Regions from separate parts of the Zea mays genome. Here region 1 is linked to region 2. Evidence: chromatin contacts called from public Hi-C data. All regions are on one chromosome and are shown on one strand. Each heading gives the region's core, a stretch centred on a gene start, on an enhancer-like site or on the middle of the called end of the contact. The rest is flanking DNA. Distances are from core to core; before and after follow the strand shown. Region 1 holds the start of LOC100382925. Region 2 has its middle 47 kb from the start of LOC732739.

The links. A called contact is a pair of places that touch in the nucleus more often than the background predicts.
Region 1: a contact with region 2 is called in a Hi-C map of ear, with 2.8 times the contacts expected there. The contact joins the promoter of LOC100382925 here to the enhancer-like site in region 2. A contact is called at or near these places in 2 of 25 Hi-C or Micro-C datasets (ear and leaf).

Annotation. Positions count from the first base shown.
Region 1 is chr3:174,251,097-174,253,796 of Zm-B73-REFERENCE-NAM-5.0, reverse strand. LOC100382925 reads left to right here and starts at 1,334. Exons shown (of 6, transcript NM_001175612.2): 1 at 1,334-1,498; 2 at 1,586-1,722; 3 at 2,644-2,700. The coding sequence starts at 1,375.
Region 2 is chr3:173,888,946-173,891,787 of Zm-B73-REFERENCE-NAM-5.0, reverse strand. No RefSeq gene overlaps it. Among protein-coding and RNA genes, the nearest start is that of LOC732739, 47 kb to the right of the region's middle. Within about 2 kb of position 1,342, at least 14 of the 20 cell types and tissues checked have an H3K27ac peak or open chromatin away from gene starts, as enhancers often do. A contact at or near this core is called in ear and leaf, where this site is marked.

The DNA of each region.
Region 1 (2,700 bases), core at 85-2,584, 360 kb before region 2:
AATTAACGATATATAAATTTGAAATATAGAATCATCATTCTACATTATGAGTAAATTAAATTATAACTTGTAATATATTCATCATCAAAGACTAAAAAATGAGATATTATCCATAAAACTATCTAATATTCATTATTATTCCATAAATCGATCATTTTTGCAAGGCTCGCGAGCTAGAACGAGCCGGCTCGCTGCAAAAACGAGCTCGAAGAAGGGGCTCGACTCGGCTCGTTCGAGGCTCGCGAGCCGCTCGCGAGCTCGAGCCGGTTTGCGAGCCTCGAGCTAATTTTCCGGTCCTAAATGGAGTGGACGAGTTCACAGGAATCCAAAGGAAAATAATTTTTAACGGGTCTAAACATTTTCAATTTTTTACACACCAAAAGATGAAATTTTCAACAATAAATATACTTTTGGAACTCCTGGGACCCTCTAGTTTTTATTGAATCTTCTTGAATATTTTTATATTATTTGAGATTCAAAACCGAAAAATTCATAAAATGTCGCCAGGAACCGATGCCACCGTGGGTTGAAAACGGATTTTTGGTAGAAACCTTGGTACTGTTATGATGACAATGAGAAGCTCCCCCAAACGAGCTACCGGTTCGCCACGCCTCAACTGTGACCGTCTCGTAGTTAGGGTTGGAGCTCGGCTCGCTTACTTAACGAGCTGTAAAAGGAGGCTCGACTCGGCTCGATGCCGGCTCACGAGTTGCACCTTGAAAACTAATATTGCATTATATAGTGGATTAATAGTCTATAAATACGAAGCAAATAACCATAACACGACATTACAAGTAATCTAAATTATAATTGTCATATATTCATCATTAAAGAGTAAGAAATGAGTCATATATTTATAAAATTATCCAATATCCATTATTATTATTATGTAGGTTGATTATTTTTGTGCAGCTCGTGAGCCGGAGCGGCTCGACTCGTTGACTCAACGAGCTCGAAAACCTGGCTCGGCTCGACTCGGTTCGGCTCGGCTCGCGAGCTCAAGCCACCTTAAACTTTTTCCGCTCCAAGCTCGAGCCAGCTCGAACTTTTTTCCAATAGTCGTCGTCATCGTTTTTTTTTTCGTTTTATTTTTGGTGAGAGGTTCAATACGTAGGCCCACGTAGCAGGCTGCTGATTTGTCCACCCAGGAATTCACATGGGCCTTTATGGGCTAAGCATTGTTCAATCGCGCAGGACACCGAGGCCAGGCCTGGTCTACCCCTGCAAATCCCTCGTAGTCGAGCCTTGTGCTGTGAAAAACGTTGATTGGGTTGGCAACAAGGCGAACCTATTTTCTTGCAGCGCGTGCTGGGTGCTGCTCTGGTACTCTCTTCTCTCTCCCTGCTGACCCAAGTCCCACGCCTGCGTCTCGTGATGCCGCCGAAATCGAAGGCGTCCGCCGCCGCGGAGCCGGTGGCCGTCGAGGACCTCTTCGCCTCGCTCCACCGCCACATCGAGGCAGGTGCTTTCAAACAGGCCGCCAAGGTCGCCGACCAAGGTCAAGCACTCCATCTCCTCCCCCCCAGCGCGGTCCGAGTCTCGTGCCCTAACCCCCGTTCCAATCTGATTCCCACTGGTTCCGCAGTTCTCAAGGCAGCGCCGGGAGATGAGGACGCGGTGCGATGCAAGGTGGTGGCATACATCAAGGCCGACGAGATCGACAAGGCGCTCGCCGCGATCCGCGCCGCCGAGCGCCTCCCGATCGATCTCAGCTACTACAGGGTGACGCGATTTGTCCTCTCTTGCCCTCGCTTGCCTGATGTGTCTTTCTATTCCCTTGTTGTCATCCTTGCGTACCTCACTAGGGACTGGCTGTGGTTAGGATGCGGGAGTGATTAGATCTGTACGTGTTTATGTCATATGATAAAGTAAATCAGTTGTCTTGTGTGATTGAAATAGATTTTTTCACTTGATGATCTTCTCCAATGTAGTTTAGTGCTGATGCTGGTGATTCTGTAGTGAAATTTGCTATCGCGGTCATGCGACTCAGCGGAACCGTTGCATTGCATGCTGTGGTTCTGTGCTCTGCTACGACTTATATTCATATGTTAGGAGAATGGCATCGAGCGGTAGGGAGTGGAAAGTCATGCACGCAGTTCTCTGTGACACACTGGTAAAACTGCTGAACGAGAATAAGCTTTTATGTCATGCTGCAACACTTTGTTGACTTAAATATGAAGTAATTCGATCGCTTCTGGCTGAACACAAGAGATAATTTATGTTTAGTATTTATTTAGCGGTCCTAACATTCCCTAGTTTAACTATTGTTCGTATCAGATCTATCCATGTAGCTAAACACACCTTGACAAGGCCAACCCTTTTAATTCCATACCTCCACACGTTAAATTTATGGTCTATAATACCTGTGTGAATTCTTTAGTCTGATTCTGTTGCATTTTGAACAGTAATTTTGTATGCTGAAGTTGACGTATGATTAGGCTCATTCTCTATTCGGTGCTGTTCCTTGCTTTTCGTTGAAGTTAATTACTTCTGTAGTGTTTGTTTGGTGTAAGTAGAAGTTTGAATTATAATGTAGTGTTGTAGGACCATGTGCTTACTTTCTTTTTTCCAAATCTGACCTTGGACATTATTTTGTTATTTATAATCAATTTTGTGATCAAGCTAATTATTATTATCATTCAGGCCTACTGCTGCTACAGGCAAAACAAACTGCATGAGGCTCTTGAGCTTTTAAGAGGC
Region 2 (2,842 bases), core at 93-2,592:
ATCTTTTTCCCGATATGCATTTAATAACTTGGTAAATCTAAGTTTAGGGAGCTTTTAAGAGAACTACTAGACATGCTTTATTCTCTCGGCTAGGGTTGTCAATGGGTATCCGAAACCCAACGAGGTTTTACCCCATTTGGGTACGGATTTGGGTCAATTTTCATACCCATGGGTTGTTAACGGGCATAAATCTATACCCGACGGGTTTATGGGTATGGATTTGTTCCTATAGTACCAAAACCTGTAAACTCGTGGGTTTTTTAAACCTGACCAAACCTAGTGGATATTGTCATTTTATTTTATAAACAAACAATAAACTTGTTATCTCCCCATTTATTTCCTAATTTTTATCAAATGGTGAATGTATAAGTAGTTGGTGAGAGTGTTTCTTACTTGTTATTATAGTTTTTACTAGTGTTATATATGTGGTGGATGCATAACTTAGTGCAAGGTCTCTTGATTATATAACTTATTATATGTATTTCATTTTATCTACTAATAATTTTTATACCAAATCATAAACTCGCTGTTCATCACATAAATTTTGAAGCATGATCCTATTAATCATTACAATACTTGTTGATTATGAGAACAACTGGCATATTGGAGATAAAACCCGTGGGTACCCTCTAACCCGATGGGTACGGGTTTGGACAAAATTTTAAACCCGTGATGGGACAGGTTTTTTTGTGGGTATAGATATTTTTCACGGATATGGATTTGGGATGGCAAAATCTAGCTGGTTTTTACCGGTTGCCATCCCTACTCGGCTAAAACTAGAAAGAAAAATGCTTTGGCTATCTCTAACTATGGATGGGTTGGATCAGCCGACGGGAAATCCATCCATTGGAGGAGATGGCAGGAGCTGACCTTGCCAAAACGGCATGGCGGCGTGGGCTTCCGAGACATCAAACATGGAGCGATGCTGGGAAAACCAGGCTGGCACACTCGCTTTGTGCTATGCAGTGGTGGATCTAGAAATTAGCTAAATGGGTTGCTGATTTTCTATTGATAAGTGACGAAGACATTACAAGCTAGCAAGGGATTTATTTCTCCCTCTCTTCTTCTTCCTCCTCTGCCTCAACCTCTATCCCCAATGGAGTTCCATAGATTTAGGTGGCCGGAGCCCCCCTTGTGTAGAACAGACGAGGAAACAACCTAGTTTTATAGTCGTGCGCTGTTGTAGTAAGCTGGTGGAGCGGTGGAAGATATCTCAACTTGTCGCTGTGCTGCCGGCAGACATCGCGGGAGGAAGACAACATCCGAGAGGCAACACGATCGAGGAAGATGAGTTGACAACGCACGAGCGCGCGGTACGGCGCACGCGTGGATGCTGTACCGGGTACTCAGTACTCGGGTATCCTCCCGTGGTGGCTTTGTTGGGCCGGGAACAGCGCTGAGCCAAAAGCCCATAGGAAAGGGAGACAGAAAATAGATGGGTTTGAAAAGAAGAGATTCTAAGCCCGAGAGAGAATTTTCCCTTCGGGAGAGGTTTTAAAATTCCTAGAAAATAAAGTCAAGAAAAGGGTTTGAATGGGAATCTGAATTGAAATCATGGATGGATTTTAAGATAAAAGGATTTTCTAGTGCCGCAATTAAACTCTAGAAGGCACACAAAGCTCAAATATGCATATGGTGAATTTGAATGCAAGGTTTTTGAAAAAAAATAGTTTCAAACTGGTTTCGCGGAAAATGAACGATTAAAGTTGTAGTTTGTTGTATTTTCTTTAAGAAAAACAGATTTTTAGTGAATTTTATAATGATGGAAAACACAGGATGTTACACATGGACCACTACTGCACGCGCCTTTTCTAGGATACTCGCTCACTCAATTATGTGAATGGTAGACGTCATTGTGTTGATCGATCGGACCTAAAGATTTCTAATGAACAAGTGCTTCGAAACTAAGGCTACATGAACCATATGGACGCTTCAATTTAATTTTGTGGTGAAACTTTTTATGGGCATATTATGAGAATGTATCACCCCCACAAAAAAAACATAGTTTTCAAACAAGATTTCTGCATTATGAAACTTAAGGAACTAATAAGTAACTAAGGGTTATGGATTTTTAAAGTATGTACATATTTGAATTTTACCTTATAAACTCAAACATGGTATTTAAATGTATGTACATATTCATATGCATACTTGCATGTAAATTAATATTTTTAAATCACATATAGTTCAGATTATAAGTCACTCCAATAAATCAACATATATATTCTGTTTCTAGAAAGCCCATATTGTTGAAAAAATATAATTAATTATTCAGATGAAAAAACATTGGAATAAAGACTAGATTAAATTTTCAACCAAAAAGGTAATGCTAGCTATCTATTAATGTGTTTGAAATTTGACTGTGAGTAGGGAACAATAGGAAGTCGTGTTTTCAATAGAATAGGAAATGAACAAAACTATTACTTATTTATTTTTACTTTAATGATGCAACTTTTGAAAAGATGTTATAGTAATGTGATTTGGTCTCTTATTAAGTTTAAATTTTTTCTAAACATATTTGTACATTATTCAATTTCTAGAAATATTGAGTGACTAAAAGCTAGATTCCAAAGTATACAAACCTTGAATTAGTGCTTCCAAACTTCCATATGATCTTGTAAAGCACTCATGTGCGCACATATATAGTTTTTTTATGTAAATGTATTTTTGGCAATGCATGTTGTTCAAATGTGAAGTATTCTATAAGAGGCATAAATACATTTAAATTTTAAAAACATAATACTTTAAAATATGAAACCGATACGGATGGATAAGCATTGATTTATAAAAAAAAGGTTCAATAGAACTAAATATTAAATGGATGAGATATTAAGTTACGACA